Linked DNA regions of Mus musculus: region 2 is linked to region 1. Evidence: chromatin contacts called from public Hi-C data. All regions are on one chromosome and are shown on one strand. Each heading gives the region's core, a stretch centred on a gene start, on an enhancer-like site or on the middle of the called end of the contact. The rest is flanking DNA. Distances are from core to core; before and after follow the strand shown. Region 1 overlaps Hpse2 (heparanase 2). Region 2 overlaps Hpse2 (heparanase 2).

Evidence for each region. Hi-C and Micro-C count contacts between places; a contact is called where the count stands out from the background.
Region 2: a Hi-C map of adipose-derived mesenchymal stem cells shows a contact between it and region 1, with 2.0 times the contacts expected there. The contact joins two enhancer-like sites. A contact is called at or near these places in 3 of 484 Hi-C or Micro-C datasets (Sertoli cells, adipose-derived mesenchymal stem cells and uterus).

What each region holds. Positions count from the first base shown.
Region 1 is chr19:43,152,488-43,158,750 of GRCm38.p6, reverse strand. The region is part of intron 3 of Hpse2 (heparanase 2); the gene reads left to right. Among named protein-coding and RNA genes, the nearest start is that of Hpse2, 230 kb to the left of the region's middle. Within about 2 kb of position 2,935, at least 11 of the 459 cell types and tissues checked have an H3K27ac peak or open chromatin away from gene starts, as enhancers often do. A contact at or near this core is called in adipose-derived mesenchymal stem cells, where this site is marked.
Region 2 is chr19:43,306,023-43,312,285 of GRCm38.p6, reverse strand. The region is part of intron 2 of Hpse2 (heparanase 2); the gene reads left to right. Among named protein-coding and RNA genes, the nearest start is that of Hpse2, 79 kb to the left of the region's middle. Within about 2 kb of position 2,690, at least 2 of the 459 cell types and tissues checked have an H3K27ac peak or open chromatin away from gene starts, as enhancers often do. A contact at or near this core is called in adipose-derived mesenchymal stem cells, where this site is marked.

The DNA of each region.
Region 1 (6,263 bases), core at 1,686-4,185:
CACAATAGGGAGGTCTGGTGCGGGGTTGGGGGCATCCTCTTGAAGAAGGGCTAGGAGGAATGGGATGAGGAACTGTGTGAGGGCAGGCCTGCAGGGGGAGCAACAACTAGACTGTAAAAAAATGAAAGTAATAAAAAATAAAAAAATTGTTTAACACAAAAGATTAAAAGTAAAACAGAAGAATAAAAATGGAAAAAACTAGTGAAAGATGGAAGATTTAAGTCATAAGATATATTGATAAATATAATAATTAAAAGATAGAAAATGGGCAAGTGGCCTGAAATATGACCCAAAAATATATTGTCTTTAGAAACGCAAACTTGACAAATACAAGTCAAAAGTACAAAAGTTAAGTCAAAACTACAAGAACAGCAAAAATATACCATGAAATAATTGTTCAGAGAAACTTGGGTGAATCTATAATAGTAAAAAAGAAAATTTTAATGCAGAGATTTGCCAGAAACAGAAGTCAGAGTGATAAGACAACCAGGGATAGTACAACACCATTGCTATTCTATGCAGAGGGCTCAATTCAGCAAGAACCTACAGCCATCCTAAATATAGATGCGACAAATAATAAGGCTTTAGATACATGAAATAAAACCTGACAACTAAAATGTGAGATCTATTAGTTCACAATTGTAGTTGGGGAGATGAGCATCTGCCCTTCAGCAGTTGATAAAAGCCAAGATAGAATCACCAGGTCATAGAATTCAATAACATTGCAGCCAAAGCTTCCTATTAACAATTACAGGCTCCTCCACCTTACGACAGAGAGCATTCTGGCTTATGAGGCTCAAAGACAAGCTACTAAAATAAACAAATTCCTTGGCCATGAAACAAAATTTGCAAATCTAAAAAATTGAAATCACACAGAATGGTTATTTAATTACAATAGAAATAAAGTCATCAATAGCAAAAAGATAGGCAAATATTAAAAGCCTGGAAACCAATAAAAATATTTTAACAATTCATGAGATAAAGAGGACATTTAAGGGAAATAATAAATTATTCAAAATGAAGTAATAAAATAATAGTAATAAAACAAATAATAAAAGTAAGAACAGAAATCAATGAAATCTAAAACAAAACAACAGATAAAAATCGGTGAAAGCAAAATTGATTCTTTGAAAAAGTCAATTAAATTGATAAATCAGCAAGACAGAAAAAGAAAATTTTACGTATATAAGTTATACATCAGGATGATTAGAGTGCCTTTAGCCCTCCACACCCCAGCCGTCACACTCCAGGCTCACAGACATCAAAACTTTAATAAGGGAATGCTTGTTATTGAGTGTGTGTGTGTGTGTGTGTGTGTGTGCACGCACGCTTGCATGGGCCATGTCACAGTGTGTCTGTCTATCTGTGGAGGTCAGAGAGCAGGTTCTAGAGTCTGTTCTCTCATTCTACAAGTTCCAGGGCTTGAACTTAGATGGTTAGGCTGAGCAGCAAGAACCTTTACCTCACTGAACTATCTTGCTGGACCTTACATGACATCCTTTAAAAACGATTACATTTTTACGAACTCCTCATCATTTCATATATGTATCCGGTGTATTTCAATCATATTTACCCCACTCTTCCCCTGAGTCCCTTCAGATTGACTCCACCCACACCCAACTTCATGACGCATTTTCCCCCTTATTTTTTTAAGGTTGTCTCAGGTTCTGTTACTGTAGTCACCTTCATTACCTTCTCTGTTCCCCACACCTGAGATGCCATCCTTGGGGATCATTAAAAGGCAATAGTTATCTGAGCCAACTTTTTTCCTGTGATAAAACACCTGAGATAAGCAGCTTCTATGGAAAAGGGCTCTCTCTTCAGTCCAGTGTCCTCAGCGTCGAACCTCGAAGCCACTAATAGAGGTATACATGCATTAAACACTTTGTCATAGGGTCTAAACGGAGGTGTTCTGCACGTCCTTCAGATAGACATGGGATTTTGATACAGTATCAAACATTTAAACATTTTTAAATTTCACCAAGAATTTTATAGTGATTACTTATTGAAATGTTTTAAATACATATCCTATATTTAGCTCTTACAGCTGATCAGCACACCAGTCTTCCCCATGAACTGTCACCTACTAATTTGTAATCACTAACATTTGCCTTAAAAGAAGAACAGGGCAAGAGTTGACAGAACAATGTGGAAGATACTTGCTTAGAAAGATTTCATCACAAGGCACTGGCTTCAACTCCTGGGGAAGAGACTTTGAAAAGAGAGTCTGTGCTGATAAGTGACGTCACGATTGGGCAAAGAAGTGTGTGCTAATGAACCATGCAAAGCTCCAGTCACTAAACTTGGGGTTTACAGATGCGTTTTTATGGATCCTTATTTACCATGAACATTTAGATGGTAATTGGAGCACAAATCGTCTGTTAAAATAGTTACTCCAGCTCTCCCCTGACCGCCGTAATCGTGTGGTAATCCCCCCTCTGGCCTTTTCCAGCTGTCTGTCCCTTATTCAGAGAGAGGCCAGCTTTCCCTCTGCTGCTGTGAGTGAAGGCTGAGCCTTAATGTGTGGCCACTTACATAGCTTCTCAGCTTTCTCGTCAGAAAAGAAGCCAGAGCATTTTATATGACCACTGGCTTCTCCAAGTGTGGAGTAGTAACTCTGTCCACTCTCCGAGCAGATGCTCCCACTAACAATGATGACACGAGTAAATAATCCCAGTTCCAGAGTCCTTACTGCATGCCAGGATCTGTGCTGAGTGTATAACCAACCTTAGTCCCTTTAACCCTTTCAACAAGCACAAAACAGATTCCAATTTACAGCTAAGGGGGCTGAGATTAAGAAGGAGGAAAAAAAAATACCCCTGGTCACTCACGGCGAACCCTAATGGAGCCTGGTTTAGAAGGACGCATGTAGGAGCGCAGAGCTTACATGCTGAGCTGCTGTGCCAGATCACCTCCCTTGACCAGAATTCCTATGTGTTGACTGTCAGAAAATGTCATCCAAATATTCTACTGGCAGCTGGATGAAGCTGTGAGCAGCAGGAAAGGCAAATTCTCTTGAGAGGGAGATGACCGCTGTACTCAAGAGGAGTCTATGCTGTCTGCCTGAATTGCTTGTGCCTCTGGGGCTCAAAGAGGAGACTGTGATTATTTAAGTTGAGAATTCATTCTGTTCAAAATAAAATTCTTATGGATAGAGTTTTCACTATTTTTAGTTCAATTCAGTTTTTATGGGAAGTTTAATCTAATTTAATTCAATTATATGAAATGTTAGTAAAAGATGTTCTGGAAGTTAGAATGGAACATATGACCCAAGGGAGGTGGGTAAGTTAGGAATAAAGTGTCTGACTGTGCGGGCTGTTAAACACTAGGCAGTATTGTGTAAGCGCAGAAAAATCCTCAGGGTCAGCTAGATTCGTGCCTCCAGAGGTAGCTGAGGTGAGACTCTCTGAAGGAGGATTTGCCTTCCCCTGTGATTATTATTCTTAATTAACTTGTTTAAACCACTGTATCAGCTTAGGACTTTTGAGTAGCAGAGACTAGACGGGGATTAAGTTCTATCTTGAGAAATATCTGTGCAGAGTAAAGGGGAGGAAAGCACAGTGGGCAGCAAGAGTCTCCAGCTGGAGATGTAGACACTTGAGAAAGGAATAGCAGATGGGAAGAGGGTTTGGCAGAAGAGCCTTGGGCTGCATCACAACTCTGAGGAAGTCTTGTCCAGGGAAGTCATTAAGCAGACGTTCCCTAGTAGAGAAATCATGCATATGGGATGGTGAGCTGGGCTACCTCTACTGCCCCTATAGTGCTCTGCCATCCAGTGTTTAGTGGGAGAGGTTCCGGTAGTGAACTGCAGAGCAACTGGAGGTGTAACAGCAGATGGCACACCCATCTGAGAGCTATGTTTTAGCAGCAGGTTCTCTTCAAGGGACCTCCAAGCAGGGTATGTCCCGCATCTGCTGTATTTATGGTCTTGCCAAACTAGAGTACTTTCTTAAAATTTACTGCAGTATCAATTGAACCAAAAAGCAAACTTTGCTTTCCCATAGTGTTTTCTTTTAAAACTAACTGCCCACTTTCAAAGAACATTTTCTATAAAAATCCCTCATTTTTCCCTCCTAGACATCATATTCAACTGTGGACTCTTTTCCTTTGGAATACAGGCAAATTGCCATTTGTATTTCTAATTTTTTTCACATGTGTGTGTGTGCAGTTCTGTGCTTGTGTGTTAAAAGCCTGAGCTTGCCATCAGGTCCTCCTTGATATTTTTCTACCTTGTATTTTGAAACAGGATCTCTCCCAGGACCCAGAGCTCATCAGTTCAACTTCTTTGGCTAGCCACCTTGTCGGGAGGTGTCATCTTCACCTCCAAAAGTAATGCTGCTGTTACAGCAGGCTATCAGCCACATGCATCTGGCTCTGTGTTGTTTGTTGATTCCGAAGCAAGTCATTGCTCATCTTAATGCTTCCCTATTTTGTTGGCTTCAAATCTTTATGTAGATAAAAGCTGAAAGAGCTCACATACTGTCCCCCCATCCCTTTCCTTTAAACATTGATAATCTAATATTACTGCTAATTTCGTTTCTTGCTAATACATTTAAAATGTAATACATTATATTGTTCTTCACTCTATTGTATTGACTCAGCCCCCTCATATTTACATTCTTTAATTGTATCAGTGACTGTCTGTTCTCTCTGCCTCTAGACTTGTCACTAGTTCACTTTCTGTGAGTTACCAACCATAGACTCACTACAGAGACCACCAGTGACTTACTGGCAGAAACTGCATTAAAAAGTACCAAATCGATTTAATAAAGTGGAAGTTGTAGGCTCCCTAACAAGTCATGACTTCACTAGACTGGGGTTTGTGGCTATATTTTGTGGAGCCCAGACCCATCTGACACATCTACAAGATAACTAATCTGAGGTTCATCTGAGGTTCAGGGATCATTGTGAAGAACAAGGCAGAAAGACTGTGAGAGTCAGAGGATCGGGGAGTTTTCTGTGAGATTGGGTCTCCTAAGTCTTACCAATGCGGATGCCTAAACATGACCTGAGCAAGGATATCACCAATAGCCATGGGTAGGCAGAAACTCACCAGGCTTCAACCTAGAAAAACAAAAACAAAAACAAAAACAAAAAAAACAAAAACCCCACAGGCAAGTAAGGAATTCTGAGAATGGGAGAAATAGTCTTCCCCAGGGAAGGGCATAGCAACTGCTTACCCAGTCAGTAACAAATAGACTTGAAAAAATACATACAAGTAACATTATATATATTGAGCTTGCTGTACTTACTTTTTTTTTAGGAAAAATATATACATATATTCTCTCTCTCCCTCTCTCTCTCTCTCTCTCACACACACACACACACACCCACAGACACACATATAAAACAATAATTAAAGAAAAAGAGAGCAAAAGGTGGTACATGAAAGAGTTTGTTGGGAGGAAAGGGGAAAATGTTCTTTTAACCTCAATATATATATATATTTTAATCACCAAATATCTCAGAAAAGGTAAAAACTGAAGCATTTATAATCTTACTTTTATCCATCTTGCTAACTTTATCTCCTCTATTCCATGTCTTTCCCTCCTTGCCTTCTGTTCTAGTGCTCTGGAACTAACTGCAGTTCTGTCCACTGGCTGTCTGCGAACATTTCACTCGCAGAATAGATTCCTTCTTTATTTGCCGCAGACCCTCTGGGCCCCTTTGTCTACATGGAATGGGTCTCTAGTCACAGGTGGGCAAAGCATTGGATGGAATGACAGACAAATCACACAGGAGAGGTTGTGTAGAATCTGAAGGTAATTTGTCAAATCGAGCATCAAACTTTTTATACAGAAGAAAATAAGGAAGTTGGGTGACACACCAGCAAGGTACAAAGAGATTACTGGATTCTTACACAAAACAGAGGAATACAAACACAGGTCTAACAGGAACCACCTGGGATAGAATTCATTGTTAACAACTGGGATCAAAAAGAGCTCCACCTAAGATTCACTTAATCTTAGAAGCCAGGGTCCAGGGCTTCGTGCCCTTGCCATAGTTCCTATTTTAGTCTATTGTATAGTCCACCTTTCCCTTAGGCCATTGTAAATACATGTGTATGGGTGTAACTCAGCTATCTATAGTTTTAAGTATCTATTCTGGTTCCTCTTTAGGTCTCAGACTTCCTTCTTCCTAGAAGATGGTAAATTCCTGTGTAGGGCAGTGACTTAGCTTTTATTCAAAGTGATAGTGTAATACCAGAGGCAATTCTGAATGTCACTGAATAGGCAACATTCTTACTGAATTCCAAGCCCATG
Region 2 (6,263 bases), core at 1,441-3,940, 150 kb before region 1:
CCCACCTCTTACGTTGTAGTATTTCTCACCAGTGCTACCATATAATCAGTTCATCAGTTCATTAGTTCATTCAAGAGCCCTTATGATTCTTTCTCTTCCCCAGAGTCTATCAGCTGGCAATCAAGCCATGAGCACACTATCCTTTTAAAGTCTTCCAAGATTCAAGCTATAACAACTTTCAACTTATCCTGTGGCCCACTGTCTTTGTTACAAGTTTTACCGTTTACATTATGTCTTAAGGAATCCTGGGTCTAATTTTGTGTTTTATTGGCCACTATGTGTAGCTATTATTACTTCTGTAATCTTCTTTTTTGACACTGTTGTGCTTTATTACAGCAGACAAGCTTGTTTCCTCTCTCTTGGATTTCTTGATAGGCTTCCTTGATCTCTAGCTGTCCTAAGTGTTCTGCATATAGCTACCAGAGTTATTTGAGAGAACGGACTTCAGTAGGCCACTTCTTTGGTTCAAGCTTCTGATATCTCTTCAAAGCATGAAAGGTAAAAACTCAAACCCTGTGTTTGTTCCTAACCTGTTTTTCAGCTTCCTTTCCACTTGTCTATGGTAAGAGCCTTATATTCTAAATATGATGGCAAAGGGTGAGCAGGAAGCAGTGTTAGGGAAGGCTGAAAATGTATGTCTTGTATTCATATTTAGACTTGTGCTTACTCTTAGCAAAAAGCCACCTCCTTCATATATATGCTCTCTCATTATCCCCTCTCTGTTTATATATTAAAGTTCTTATTACATTGTTTTAGTATTTTCTGTTCTCACATGTTTCTATGGTATTTGTTTTAGTTTCAACCACATTTGTTCACATTTTTATTCCTTGTATTTAATATATTTGTTATAGGACTAATATATTATCATTAATAATCAGCATGTATAATGAACTCTTTTCTTCAAAGCCTCATCCTTTCTGTGCTAGCTCTCTAGGTCCCCTGAGGCTGCCACTAGGAGGCTCCAAAACCATCCACATGAGAAAACTTGGTTTGCTTCCAGGTTAGGCAAAGATCTGATGATGCTCCACAAAGCCTTATAAAATTTTAGATACCTAAATCTTTTCTATCTTTCAAATTCTCTACTTTTTGATTTTGTTGTCCTCAACTTTGGATTATACATTTCTATTTGGTGAACTTATGTTAACACAATGATAAGCCAGAAATATTAATATTCTGCTCATAGCCTGCTTACCCAGCCATGGAAAGCTAATTCTCCAAGAAGGTAGTAATGAGCAGAGTGGAGGTTCGGTGAACCTATTCATTCAAATGTCTACATGAAGGGTAATTCTTACTCTTTTCTTTACTTATCATTCATTTAACTTCCAAGGCATTTAAAAAATAGTATTTTAGTAATTCTTTGAGAATTATTGAATTTCATAGCATGTATTCTGACCATATTCATCTTCCTACCCTAACTCTTCCAATTTTCTCTCCTAAATCCCTACTCACCCAACATTTCCAACTTCTAAAGGATCTTTAGTATATTAGATTCCAATAGAAATTACCACAAAAGATTATTGCTGCTCAGTTATCAAATATGCCAAACCATTGGCCATATTTTGCATTTATGACTACTATTTTAGTGCAGCTGATAATAAACCATTACCAAGAAAGGAGTCTTTCTGCAATGCTCTTAGAACTGGGGTAAATCTACGACTTCTGAACATTTTGATTCTTTATTGTTTGAAGATGATGAATGTAAAAGAAAAAATGCACAACTGTATTAACCATGCATCTTTTAACTTTTTAAAAAATAATGTAAATTTGCATGCTTCGTGGAATTTTTCTTTCAGTTCTTCAGACCACAAAAATAATTCTCTTTTTTCTAAGTTCAGAACAAATATAACTGAATATTATATTTAAAAGAATGTTTTCTGGGGCCTGGAGAGATGACTCAGAGGTTAAGAGCCCTGGCTGCTCTTCCAGAGAATGTGGGTTCAATTGCAAGCATTCAAATGGCAGCTCACAACTGTCTATAACTACAGTTCCAGAGGATCTGACATCCTCACACAGACATATATGCAGTCAAATCACCAATGTACATAAAATAAATAAAAAATAAAAGAATGTGTGTTGATGTACTCATGGTATTTACACAATGGGTCTATGGATCCTCGGAGTTTGGTTTAGAATGCCCAAAGACACCCTGAGTTCAACCAACAGATGTCTTCATTTTACCTAGCCTGATTATGTACCTGCTCTTGTCTCAGCCCATTTTTTTTTTTCATAATGGGTTGTTACCAGCTTTATATGTCAGTGCTGACATGTATGGTTTATTATAGTCCTTTTATTTATCACTTTCGTGGAAAACATCATGAGCCAAAGAAAATATCTTAGTGAATGGAATCTCAGAAATTGCAGATGAAAGAAATAAAGCAGTTCTGATAATCATTTTTTGTTTAGATTAATACTAGATCCAGATCTTCAGGTTGCTTGGATATGAGGACTATTTACTAGTATACAGATGACAAATCAGAGCTGTGGTCAACACAGTGGGGCAGGCCCTAGAGACAGCTCACAGAGGAATGATGTATGCGTATTAGTGGTACGATGACTCTGCTGCATGCCTGAGCATCAGACACAGTTGTGAATATTTTTATGAACAGTCTTGAAATGAAACTGATTTCTTCATCTGGGAATGATGCAGAAGAACTGGAGAAATAATGCAGATGAGAGAGAGAGTGAGAGCGAGAGAGAGAGAGAGAGAAAGCTTCAGAAGAGACTTAAATATTCATGGACATCTGCCAAGTATCCATATATATTTGCATACATTTAGTACAAGTAGAAAAAATACTTACTGAGTTTGATTCTGTCAGAGGTCATTTATTCTGTTGGATGATATAATTAATCCAAAGAGCATCAGCAGTTAGGAGGCCTAGGTTCTAATCTTTGCTTATAATGAAAATCACTAAAACTTCTGAAAATTCTCTTTACATCAACTTCCAATTTTTTTTTTTTTTTTGGTTTTTTGAGACAGGGTTTCTCTGTGTAGTCCTGGCTGGCTGTTCTGGAACTCGCTCTGTACACCAGGCTGGCCTCGAACTCAGAAATCCGCCTGCCTCTGCCTCCCAAGTGCTGGGATTAAAGGCGTGTGCCACCACGCCCGGCCCATTTCTTCTTTTTTTTAAATTTATTTTTATTTTCTATTTATTTGTTTAGGTTTTTTTGGGTGGGGAAGTGTTTCTCCATATAGCCTTGGCTTTACTGGAACTTGCTCAGTAATGCTAGGCTGGCCTTGAATTCAGAGATCCATCTGTTTCTTCCTTTCTAGTGTAGGGATTAACGGCATGCACCGCCACCCCTTGGTTAACCTTCATTTCTTTCTCTGTGAAACAGGAAGGTGTTTACTGCTTTACCTTTATCTCTAGAGCAGAAGCCAGGGAAGTATACTTTCAGATCAAAATTGGTCACCATCTGTCTTATTAAAGATCTGTTGGAGCATAGCCACACCCATTCATTTATATACTATCTATGACTGCTTTTGCATTACAATAGCAGAGGTGAGTGGCTGAAGCAGAGTATCAGATGCAAAACCTAAAATACTCACTGTGTGACTATAAAAGGTTTACCAACCAACCACTGCTCTAGAAAATATTTGAAACAATGGGATTTTCAGTTGTTGAGATTGAGTATGTTTCTGGTGGTGGTGGGAGGTAAGAATTATAGGTGTTCTGGAGGACAGCTAACGAACTGTGGTGTCTGAAATCCCATTAGATTTCTTCTTTTTTTTTTTTAAATTAACTTATTTATTTACTTTATATCCTAATCGCAGCTATTCTCCCTCCTCTCCTCCCAGTCCCACCTTTACAAATCCCTCCCATTCTCCTCACAATACAGTAATCCCCCTTGGGTACCCCCCCCCCCCGGGGGCATCAAGTCCCAGAAGGACTAAGCATATTCTCTTCCACCTAGGCCCAACCAGGCAGTGCAGTTAAGGGAAGGGAGGGTCCAACAGAATCAGAGACAGTGCTTGCTCCAATTGATAGGGGACACACATGAGACCAAGCTGCATATCTGCTCCAAGTGTGTAGGGGGCCTAGGTCCAGCCACTGCATGCTCTTTGATTGGTGGTTTAGTCTTTGTGAGCCCCCATGGGCCCAGGTTAGTTGACTATGTAGGTCTTCTTCTTGTGTCCTTGATCCCTTTGGCTTGCTCAATTCTATCACCAGTTCTTCCACAAGACTCTCCAAGCTATGTCTGTTGTTTGGCTGTGGTTTTCTGCATCTGTTTCCATCCACTACTTGATGAAACCTCTCAGGAGACTGTCATACTAGGTTCCTGACAGCATGCATAGCAGAGAGTTGTTAATAGTGAGTGTTAAGGGTTGGCTCTCTCCAATGGGATGGGTCTCATGTTTGGGCAATCACTGGTTGGCTCTGCTCCATCTTTATTTCTTGGTCTCTTCTTACAGGCTGGTCTCCATTAGATTTCTTATCACTAACCATCGATTTGGGTTATAAGAAGAGCTATATCAAATGTTTTAGAGCATTAAGACATCAGTTTCTTATTTTTTTTTTTAAGAGACAGACAGTATTGGCTGTCCTGGAGCTTGCTCTGTACACTAGGCTGGCCTTGAACTCCAAGATCCATCTGAAGGTTAGGATTTCTATTTAACCATTGTTCCTAATCTGAGGAAATGGTATCCACCGAGCAATGTATTATTTGTTATAATTAATGATGAAATATCATAAGTGTTCTACTTAAAGTCAGGAAGAATCCAACAATGTCTTGAGATCACTTTTTATATTTGGGATCCTACCTATCTAGCATCATAAGGTCATCTACTGTGAATGGTCTGAGAATTTTATCTTACTTGTAGACTAACAGAGGAGAGCTTATCAGCATTTCTTGGCTACTTGCAGGAAATGTGAGATTCCTATGCCATAGAAAAATGATCTTATTTTTACAGCAAGCATAACTGACAAAATAATCATTGCTTTGCAGTAGGTTTCTGAGTCCCAATTCCCACATAGCAACAAGAACACTAGATGGTTATCTTAATGCATTTTGTACTACTATGACATCAGATAATTTGTAATGAATAAAAACTTGTTGGCTCACAGATGAAGGCTGAGAAGTTTATTATCAAAGTGTTCTTATATATTGAGGACCCTTTTCTCCTGTGATAACAGGATAGAAATCTTTACACAGTGGGAGGACAAAGAGAATACTCAAGGAAAACTAGAGAATATGAGGGAGAAAACCACTAAACCACTACTGTTGGAATTCATGGCTGTTTGAAATCATGAAGAAAGAATCCATGATGATTTATTTATTATGTATACAATGTTCCAAATGCATGTATGCCTACTGGCCAGAAGAGGGCACCAGATCTTATATATGGACACCATTTCTGTGTTTGCTGGAGATTGAACTCAGGACCTTTGGGAGAAAAGCCAGTGCTCTTAACCTCTCAGCCAGCCTCCAGCCCAAATTCATAACTCTTTTACTATTGCTTTATTTCATTGTGGCTCTGCATAAGAATAGTCAGTAATAATCATGTTACAGACTCAGTGTTGTTTCTATCAAAGAAATTAATTCATTATTTTAAAATTTAGCCTCAGGCAAGTTCTTAGGACACAGACAGAAGGCAATCAAATTCTTTGCAAAAGCTGGGCATGGTGGTGTACACCTTTAATCCCAGCACTCAGGAGACAGAGGCAGGCAGATTTCAGAGTTCGAGGCCAGCCTGGTCTGCAAAGTGAGTTCCAGGACAGCTAGGGCTATACAGAGAAACCCTGTCTCGAAAAAACAAACAAAAAAATTCTTTGCAAAAATATCATATGAGTAGGTTCTATAATGGTTTCAGTTGCTAATAGAGACCTCCTTTTCCTCTGAAACGTTATGAACCATGCCTTTATTGTCAGCATTACTGCTGTGTATCAGGATAGCCTGTTACGTTCTGCATATAGTATTCAACCACTCTTTAAGTCTAAAGTTGTTCACATCTTCCAAAAAAATATACAAGCAGGTTCCTCACAGCAACACCTCCACTGCTCTGTACCAGCTTCCTTATTAGTTACTTCTGTTGCTGTGGTAAGGTAGCTGAGGTACCTTAAAGAAGAAACGTTATTTTGGCTTACAGTTCAAGAGGGCTAGAGGCTGTAATGGTGGCAAGAGAAGGAAGCTGAAAAATATATTTGAAAAATTACATTGCAACTGCACAAAGGAAGCAGACAGCACATACTAGAAATGGGCAACGTTGTGAACTAGGAAAGCCTGACACCAGTGGCATACTTTCTTTATTGGTGTTCCATATCTTA